Linked DNA regions of Zea mays: all the other regions are linked to region 1. A link is a contact called in public Hi-C data. All regions are on one chromosome and are shown on one strand. The core of a region is the stretch at or near the end of the contact, and the rest is flanking DNA. Distances in the headings are between cores, read along the strand shown.

What was found. Hi-C and Micro-C count contacts between places; a contact is called where the count stands out from the background.
Region 2: a contact with region 1 is called in a Hi-C map of leaf, with 8 times the contacts expected there. The contact joins the promoter of LOC100381517 here to the promoter of LOC100193289 in region 1. A contact is called at or near these places in 9 of 25 Hi-C or Micro-C datasets (bundle sheath, ear, endosperm and 3 more).
Region 3: a contact with region 1 is called in a Hi-C map of ear, with 2.0 times the contacts expected there. The contact joins the promoter of LOC100282205 here to the promoter of LOC100193289 in region 1. A contact is called at or near these places in 2 of 25 Hi-C or Micro-C datasets (ear and tassel).

The regions. Positions count from the first base shown.
Region 1 is chr1:193,543,579-193,546,784 of Zm-B73-REFERENCE-NAM-5.0, reverse strand. It overlaps LOC100193289, which reads right to left and starts at 1,695. Exons shown (of 10, transcript NM_001138431.2): 1 at 1,173-1,695.
Region 2 is chr1:193,398,034-193,401,357 of Zm-B73-REFERENCE-NAM-5.0, reverse strand. LOC100381517 reads right to left here and starts at 1,789. Exons shown (of 2, transcript NM_001356626.1): 1 at 1,124-1,789; 2 at 1-452. The coding sequence starts at 1,521. The coding sequence ends at 116.
Region 3 is chr1:193,359,398-193,362,928 of Zm-B73-REFERENCE-NAM-5.0, reverse strand. It overlaps LOC100282205 (aminoacylase-1), which reads left to right and starts at 1,549. Exons shown (of 5, transcript NM_001371842.1): 1 at 1,549-2,029; 2 at 3,115-3,531. The coding sequence starts at 1,634.

The DNA of each region.
Region 1 (3,206 bases), core at 446-2,945:
TAAATTTGGAGAGCCATTTACAAGTCTATTGGAGACGTTTTTCTTCTAATAATAATCAAATTTAACTTTACAAAACGATCTGGTTGAGTAACCCCCCTGAAGACAAGGATACACTAAGCCAAGAAAAACAAAAATTACAGGCAGTGAATTATTAAAAACCTTTTTGCACCAAGAAATGCCTTCCTTTATGTTTAGAGCTACCTGCTACGCTGTTTAGGACATACTATCAAAGATGCTTCGGTTATGTTATTCCCAATTCCAAATATTACATGACCATACCAATACAAATGTGCCTCTTGTCTTTTGGGATCCTATGGGTGTTTTCTCCCACCAGCAACTAATTGTGGTGCTAACCAGGTTCTAGACCGCATGGGCAAAGGGGCACTGCAAGCAAAGGTGTCCTACAGTCTTGAGGGCCCAAATACAATACTTAGCACACATACATCATGGGTTGGCCAACCGACAACGCCAAATTATCTGCGCTTAGGGTTTTATGTTGCACTAAAATCAAAGTGAAGAGCTTGTATTCGTTTTCTGCATATGTTTGCCAAATTAAGTTTGGTTTGTGCCTAGTGTAGGAGGAGCCTTGAATTGCGCCTTGTATGCCAACCAAGTGGAACACTGCTCATCAGTTGTCCATCTCTAGGTGATGGAATCTCACACTCTAGGCTGCAGATGCACATCTTACAACCGAATTCACAAAGCAACAAATTCTTCAATTTTAAGTGTGGCCAGCTAAGATTACAATATGACTTAATATGCCTTCACATCCTAATATGACGGCATATTACGAGCCTTATTAAAGAGCCTCATGAGTTTTTTGAGGCCCTTTCAGGAGGGATCTCCAGATACTTGATTTAACAGTTGCCATAAAATTTAATGTTCAAACATTACTTCTACACGTCCCTAATTTCATAAAAACGATATGAGCATACGGGAAATAGATCATCACAAAAAACAAAAAAGGAAACACATCATTTTGTTTTCATGTTTTTTATTGTGATTATGAAAATGGACGGGACAAGTGTAGCGTAGAGAACATGACGGAACGGGATTTGCCATTTCATGGCACGGTATTCCATATGCAAAAAATGTCCAAGCAATACTAATAAGCAAAGTATAGTGCCACTGTCTCTTAATCTCAAGAGTGGATCTGGCCGCTGTGTGCTCACCTTGCTTGTTGTTTCAACCTTCAAGCTCGAGCTGGGACTGGAACGGACAGAGGGGGCTGAGGGGGAGGTCCGGAGTCGGAAGTCCTGACTGTCGGGGGCTGACCGTCGCCGGTCGCCGCCGCCACCGGGCACGGCGCTGGGCGCGCAGCCGCGCAGGAGCGCAAGACCGAGGAGGCGAGTCTGCCGGGGGAGGACCGATCACCAAGGGGGGCTGGGGAGGCCGCGCCCCCGCCGTAACGCGACGCGCCTCCAGGGACCAGGGCTCTCTGCTCCCGGCTGATGCCCACGCGGGGGAGGTGTCGAGGCAGCGACCGTCGAGGCGGCGAGCTGGAGAAGCGCGGTCGAGCTCGGGTGAGGGAGGCGGCGGCGCGGCCACGTGCGGCGATCAGCGGCAGGACCGTAGAAGTTGTGCCTGTGCGCGATGCGGGGCTGCGGCGCCGGGCGCAGAGCTGGACTGCTACAAAGCGAACGACGCTGGCCGGTGGCTGGCGGCAGCCTCAGAGATGGAAGCATAAGATCGGTGGTGACGACCTAGGATTTAGGATTTACTGTTCTGTGATCTAGTGGGCCGGGCTAAGGTATGGCGCGGGTTCCGGCCCTCCATCGCTAGGTACACGCGACATGCGTACACGCGACATGCTTTCGTCTCAAATTAAAATTCGTTTTACCTTTCTACCGCATTCATACATTAATTAATAACTAGTTATGTGCTCGTGTGTTTCAACGGCACACAATCACAAAAACAAGAAGGTAGATTTTTTCAAAAATTACAAAAAGCATATGATCTTTCAACATAACATACAAAATCGAGATGGAAATCAGAAAACAATGTAAGCCTCAACTACAGAAGAAGCATCAGAGAATAAAGGACAATAATTAGTAACACTATATAAAGCAGTTAACAACACATGATTGTCAAGCAAGCGTATGAGCACAGCTAGCACTTTTCTAGTACACATTTGAGCATAGGTTCTCCTAGCTGTGGATAAAAAGGATGATGATCAACGAAAGAACAACCTTAACCAATTGAAGGATTTAGTAGAGAGAAGTAGGTCAATGTGTCGACCTAAAGTAGAACTCTATCTGCTTGAATAGCTTGACATGTTCCTCTTCTACGTTAGGTTCAGGCGCCTGAAAGTAAGGATAAGCGGTCAACGAACCTGAGCAAGTCCGCCAGAAGCTATAAAATTGAAGTTCATATAAACTTCCCTCTCGGCAAGGTGATAAATGATAAGCCAATAACCAAACACTATACTCTACCGCCAGAGGACGAGAAAGCACACACAGAAATAACTTGACACTTCAATGTTTCTATAAATTTCAGTAATCTAAAAATGCAAACACCATAGAAATAATCATGTCTTCCAAACTCAGTTTTTTTCCCTATAATACACAGGTGTCAAATCATGATTAAGAATCAAAACTATACTCATATTTAGTAAATAACACAAAATAGGTTGCTTATGAAACACTAAAATTAAAAGAAGACAATGCATATTAGTGGAATGTGATATTTAGAACTAACACGCAATAATTGATGTAACATAGGTTGCTCATTTATATACAAAATACAAGAAGTTGAGTGTTGTAACAACTATATATTCTTCACAGGCATCTTTCAGTTATTTGCTAATGTTCAAATCAACAACAATATGTTTTTTGTCAAACATGTACAAAAGAACCTAAACATAGGTGTTGCTACTTTGACAAACAATAAGGCAAACTGTGTACATATACAACAGGCATGATGTATCCAGAAACATGTGAAATGCTTAGGGCTAGAAGAAGATTACCGTGTGACTTTTTACTACACAGGGGCAGCTGGCTCAGGCGTGTTGAGCTAGCTTCTTCACTGTCGAGGCCATGTTCTCGCCCTGGTGCTCAGCAAGGGCAAGTTTGGTCTCACTGGGTTGTTTGATGCCATCGCCAACAAAGACGCCAACGCCACCAGAATATGCATTTCATTCTCAGTACCAGTTTTTGGTCCTGCGTCAAGAGGAACCAGAGGAAACTGTAGCAGCAGAGAAAAAAATT
Region 2 (3,324 bases), core at 540-3,039, 150 kb after region 1:
TGGCGATGCATTCCTCGCCACTAATTCGACTGCAGTTCTGCAAACTCTCATGCCCATGCAGAATGGGGTGAAGCTAGGCTGCACGGTTTAGTTTCGTCGTTTCAGGCAGCTAATCTCAGTAGTAGCTGGGAAAAAGATCCTTGAGCTGGACGACGAAGAAGTCGTCGTCATGGCCGCGGGCAGTGCCGCGGCGGCTTTTGCATCCCTCCTCGAGGCAGTTGCCGTCCACCTTGCGGAGGCAGCCGAGGTCGCTGCAGCTGATCCCCGGGATGACGTGGCCGGCGGCGCCGTCGTCCCCGGTGGCGGCGTGGCGGCTGCACGTCTCCACGGTGAGGTCGTCCAGGGTGCCCTCCCGGTACACGATGAGCCCGTCCTCCTCCGGGCTGCAGTTCCGCATCGGCCGGAACACCTTGTCGAACGCGCGGTCGTGCGGGCTCGTCACCGGCATCAGCCTGCGCAGGGCAAGATCAAGAAGACGACGAGCGAGGATTAGTTAGCACGTGCCACGTACGTACGCAGGAGATGGTCAAAAGTCGAGACGGAGGCCACGGCTGCCGGACTGGGCTTGGTCAGGCATAGCGTAGGGGCCCAGCTGCGAAGTGTCAGCCTGCGTGGCGTGTTTGAACCGGGCTTCCTTTTTAAAAGGGCTGGGCTGACCTGGGCCTGAAAGAAGCCCAACGCCGGGATGCCAAGTGCCCCCCGAAAAGGGCTCGATCTCCGCTGGCGGCTAAAATAAGAACAAGCAGCAAGTTTGATGTGACAAACCACGATCATGCAAACTAACTTCACCGTATATCACGCTAATGGACTGAACGGCCTTCAACTTTCAGGGCAAAAATAACTAACAAGGAGCGGGGACCGGCACGCCGGCGACCGAGAAGAAGTCGTATCTCTACCAGGGACCGGCACGCCGGCGATGCGTGTGCAACAAAAGCTAGGCGCCGAGCGGTCGTAAAAACAAAGCCGAGGAGGCCTATCCGAACAGCAAGAAGACAACAAAAGCACGGGAAGCGGCCGAGCGGCGGCGGCGGCGAGAAGTCAAACGTAAAACAAGGGAAGGGGGAGAGGAGTTGGGTGGGGCCGGGGAGTCAGCGAGACGGGAGAGCACGCGGCACGCACGCACCTGACGTGGAAGAGGTTGGAGACGCGGTGGGCGCCGAGGTAGGCCTCGACGGCGCCGAGGAAGGCCTGGTACGTCTTGAGGTGGAGGCCGTCGACGCGCGGGTACGGGAGGCGGGGGCGCGGGCCCAGCCAGCGCCGCGGGGCCGCCGCCGCAGGGCTCGCATTGCCGCCGCCGAGGAAGGCGTACTCGCGCCACGCCACGCCGGGCCGCTCGTCCTGCTTCTGATGCGTCGCTGGTGCCGACGGCAGCGCCACGAAGCCCGCCGCACACAGGATGGGCTCCAGCTCGGCGTGGGTCAGGATGGGCCGGAACGTGGCCGTGTGCCACAGGGACAGCTTCTTCGCCACCTCCTCGATCGACACCCGCCGCTCCCGGGCCTTGCCGGCCGGCTCCGCCATGGAGTGCGCGTGTGGGGGCCCGGGGTTTTTCTCTGTATCCCCTCGGGGTTTATGGTGGCGCGGTGGGTGGGTGGGTGGGTGGGTGGGGGTGAGGGGAGGAAGGAGACGGGACGGTCAGGGGCGACGACTCTTCTGGCGTTGTTTATGCGCGGCGCAGAGATTGTCCTCTGGACGAATCAAATCAAATGCGAAAGAGGTGGAGGAGGGCACCGCATTGCACAAGGCGGCGGGAGATGCAGAGCGGAGCCGGACTGCCGGAGACGGAGCCGCGCATTGGGATTCTCTCTCTTCTGCCCTGCGCCGCAATTTCTTTTTCCCTTCTCTCTGCGATTCAAGGACTCCGGGCTGGCAGAAACGCTTGCCGTACCCAGGACGCCGCGGAGAAACGCCCCGCGTGGCCACGAGTCGTTTCTCTGACATGTGGGCCTCACGCGCTGTGATGAATCATGATCACGCTGCGACCTCTTGAGATTTTTGCTCCCCATCCTCCCCGTACGTGTAAGGAGGATGTAAAAAAATAAAGTTAATTATGAATTAGTTAGCATATATTTAGTCCTCCAAATTGATATCCAAACCGTGGACTAAATCCAAACACCCCGAACTGCGCCCTCGCTTAATCTGTCATGAACCAGAGGAGGATTAGAAATGTAATACCAGGTCAATAAAATCAGATCAGGGGCTAAATTTCCCCAAAACACGCGGAGCCCACAGGTCAGGCCGGTGCATACCGACTTGACGGAAAGCCAAAGGCGGCCCTTTGGAGATGACTGTAGGGCGCTCGGCCAGAACCCTCAAGGCAACCAGGCACCGTCTGCCGTGTGGTGCTGCCGCAGGGTGCACCAGCCGCTGAGAAACTTGACTATGGCAATTTAACTCGTGGATTCAGATATTTATTAGTTATCCGATTCAGCGGAACAAAATATAAATATATTTTTTATCCGTGGGTTAGATTCGTACGTATTCTCAAGTCGGGTGGATTAGAATATAACCTCTTATCCACAAGTTATCCGTTGAATATCCGAAATTGATCCATACTTATTTTTTTTGCCCTGACCCATATTACGCACCAAAGGGCAAACTCTAACTCAATGAACCCTGCGCTAACGCTCCAACTCTCCAATGTTGACCACCCCTTCTGGCCTTGTTGCCTTCCTACGCTGTGCTCCGTGTCCCTTCCAAGTCCCATAGACCATAGCATCGTTAGTGGCTGGTTGACGACTGCCGCTTCAGTGTCCATGGCCGTTGTCCACAAACATATAATAATTCTTTCATTAAATTTTTAATTGTGTATGATAGTGAACTGAGAAGAAATTTGATTGATTATGCTAATGGGTTGTTGAAAAAATGATTGTTTATGTCATATACGATGGATATCCGAAACCCGATGGGCAGGGGCATTGATATAAATGTCTGCCACGGGTATGATCACGGATATATATTGGTTGTAACCGCAGATATAGTTATGGGCAGACATTTGCAATATCCGATCTGTCGGTGTTTTGGGTCCGACCGCACACCCAGGGTTACCCCTCAAGGTGCTTTTAGGAGTAGGATGGTGTTACCGACTGTAGCTCGATGGTTCGTGCTGGGCGCACGATAAATAGTAGACAATGATGTACAGGTTCAGGCCGCTTTGAGATGCGTAACACCCTACGTTCTGGCGAGAGTGCTTTATGTGATGGGTTACAAGGGAGTCCTCTAGTACTGGAAAACATAGAGAACGGGGTGGATGGCTAAGTAATGAGTGATGTCGATGGTCTTGAAGGGGTGCCCCCTAGGCCTTATATACTCGACCGTGGGGCA
Region 3 (3,531 bases), core at 300-2,799, 180 kb after region 1:
GCCTTGGTCGCGGCGGGGTTTGCAGGTTTGCGGCGTGCGGGTGGGCGGGCGTAGGGAGGCGGGGGCAGTCTACAGTAAGTTCTTAATAGTTAGTAGAGATTACTGTTTCTATATGCCTACATCAATCATAGCTGAATGACCGTGCGTTGCAACAGATATATATAATACCAATATACTACGATAACTTATATACAAAATATATGTTATACCGTTATGAGAAAATGTTTCATAATCAATTTGTGATTCTGACCATACATAAATTTTGTTATTTATAATCTATCTGTTTCACCACTACATTGCAACCATCAGTATCATGTAGACTTCGATATATGTCACGATTTACATGGTCTCATTATTGGAGAGCACGTTTCACACATACCGGAAGAAATTCCCTCGTACATCGTTAGTCATCGGACACGTACCACCATACGCTTTTGCTTAAACAAAAAGGTAAGTGTGTGTTTGCAAGACTAATGGTCAAATATCGTATAACCATAAAGTTAGAATACTATATTAATATATTAAATAAATTAATCCAATAGACATAGATTAACCCAATTAACATAGGATAAATAAATATCTAATTATAAAAGTATAAAACATGGTATAATCAATGTTGTTACTGCGTAGTAAATATTCATACGAGACTAACACAACTGGAACAGTTCAATTTGGAATTAAAATGGGGAAGTTACGAATTTCCAAAGTTTCTATGTATTTGATATAGGATTAATTAGGAAATCAAATTTATTGTTGTTTTCATGACAAAACAGAGGTATTATGTGATAAAAAATAATATTATAGAATTATAGAAATTAGAATGAACTCATTTGGATTTAATATGAAATTTCCATGAATTAAATGGGTTTCTGCAATTATTTTTAAACTAAAAATCAATTTCTAAACTCCTTTTTCCTATTTTCTTTATTTCCTGAACTGCGTCCCAAATTCCAGGAAGATCAGGGGCCAAGCTATAAATGTTTTTTTAGACTCAGTAAGCATACAGAGTGGACGGCGGGTTAAACACAAAAGACATCTTAGTTGAAGCTGTATGCAATTCAACATGAGTCACGTTGGCTAGAGAGTAGAAGACTAGGCATTCTACTCAATAGATCCAAGGTTCGATCCTTGATTACTTTTCTGCGCGCGGAACGGGGAACGACAGACTACTCTTACCTTCTTAATAAGTAATATAGATTTTAAAGCATAAAATAAATTTATTTAAATATTCATTAAGTCTATCATTGCATTCTTTTATGATTGAAGGCTCCTCCAAGTTAAATATTATTCTTATTAAGCGTTGATCTTTTTGTCAACACAATAAACTTTATTATTTCTCGATTTATATGGTCCTCAACACCAAAACTCACAATGGGGGTTTCACCACATTTACCCCCATCTAACTAATGTTTTGGGGGCATCTTAAGCTATAGTACAATGGAGTGGTGTAGTTAAAAAAACATGCACGAATCTCAATTTCACAAAAAAAAAAACAAAGTGGAAAAGCAATTGGGCCACGTCACTTCATAACCACCCTGCATTCCCATCCAGCCGTCGCCACTCGCCGCCGCTAACCCAGCCCCGTCTCATCGCCATTTGAACCAGGAATCTTACGCGGAACCGCCCCGCTTCCATGGCGACGGCATCCACTACGCTGCTCCTCTCCCTTGCCTTCCTCGCCTTCGCCTGGGCGGCGTCGCCGTCGCCGTCGCCGGATGCGGAGGCGATCTCCCGGTTCCAGGAGTACCTCCGCATCGACACGGCGCAGCCGGCGCCAGACTACGCCGCGGCCGTGGCCTTCCTCCGGAAACAGGCCGCCGATGCTGGACTCGAGGCGCGCACGCTTGAGCTCGTCGCCGGGAAGCCCCTGCTGCTGCTGCGGTGGCCCGGTCGGCGGCCGTCGCTCCCCTCCATACTCCTCAACTCCCACACTGACGTGGTGCCGTCGGAGCCGAACAAGTGGGACCACCCGCCCTTTTCCGCCGCCCTCGATGAGCCATCCGGTCGCATCTACGCGCGAGGCTCCCAGGTGAGATGTACTACTTCCTTACCGAAGGCGAAGAGATTGCTTTAAGCCGCGATTTTTGCTTGTTCAGTTTGAGCTGTATGTTTACACGTGGACGTGGTGTGCTGCGCATCTTTATAAGGGTTATAATTGGCGCCGCCTTGTCTCCGGAACTCCAATTTTCAGTTAGGGACTGTTTGGACCAGTTCATTTTGGAGGAACTGGAATCTACTTGATATAACAAGAATTTGACATTCTACTACTTTCTAAAGTTAAGATATAAGCCTATCTCAAATTCATAGGGTAAGAAATGGAAATTGATTTTTATGTATCAGCAGATTATGTTTCTACTATCTAATTTATGATAAACTCTTGGACCCGCTCCCATATAGTGAAATGTAGCACATAAGTATATGAGATCAACAGTAGTATACGAATATATATATTCCACATAAAACCATATTAACTTAATTGACATGTGCCTAAATAACGATTATTAGAATGAAATTCAGTCCAAAGGATGCAAACGGGGCCTTACAACGAGTTGTCTTGATTCATTAATTCATGGTTAGGTCTGTAACTTGGATATTCACTTGGGACAGTAATTTACCTCGAGCAGGAAAGCGATCTTTATAATTCGATTTGCTCATGACAGCTTTATTTTGTGGCTGTGTCTGGGATTGCACATAGATGCTTTTACTGTTAATGCCATTTTTTTAGCCGTACCAAATTGTAGGATGCTAAATGCTTGCGATGTCTAGTTTATTTAGTACTAAGTGTATATTGACCAGCAAAACTCCATTTCAATGTAAGTGTCAAGTTGCACTGTTTTTTACACTAAATTCACTACGGTAATCTTTTTTCGCGTGAAAAAGTCACTCTTAGGCTGTATATACATGTTCCCATTACATCTCTTCCCGAAGTGTCCATCTCCCCTCACTAACATGCTAATATTACCTTAACCTGTTTGCTAAAATCATTTTGATTCTCTTAGCTCTACCACCATGCCTTTCATGGAATTGTGAAAAGCTCCAAAGCTCTAAAATTTTACTAGATCTACATGTTTACAGCATCTACTTAATTCTTGGACTTCCCTGTGTTTCATGCAGGACATGAAGTGTGTGGGGATGCAGTACCTTGAAGCCATTCGCCGTCTCCGTTCTGCAGGATTTGTTCCAGATCGAAATATCTATATAACATTTGTTCCTGACGAGGAGATTGGTGGGCATGGCGGTGTTGAACCATTTGTTTCATCCAAGGAGTTCAAAGATATGAACGTGGCATTAGTCCTTGATGAAGGGCTTGCCTCTCCAGGGGAGGAGTACCGTGTGTTCTATGCAGAGCGTAGCCCTTGGTGGCTTACTATAAAAGCAACAGGCGCACCAGGGCACGGTGCGAAGTTGTATGATGGTAGTGCAATGGAGAATTTGATGAAGAGCGTGGAGGCTATTAGGAGATTCAGGACATCACAGTTTGATCTAGTGAAATCTGGAGAGAAGGCTGAAGGAGATGTTGTATCGGTGAAT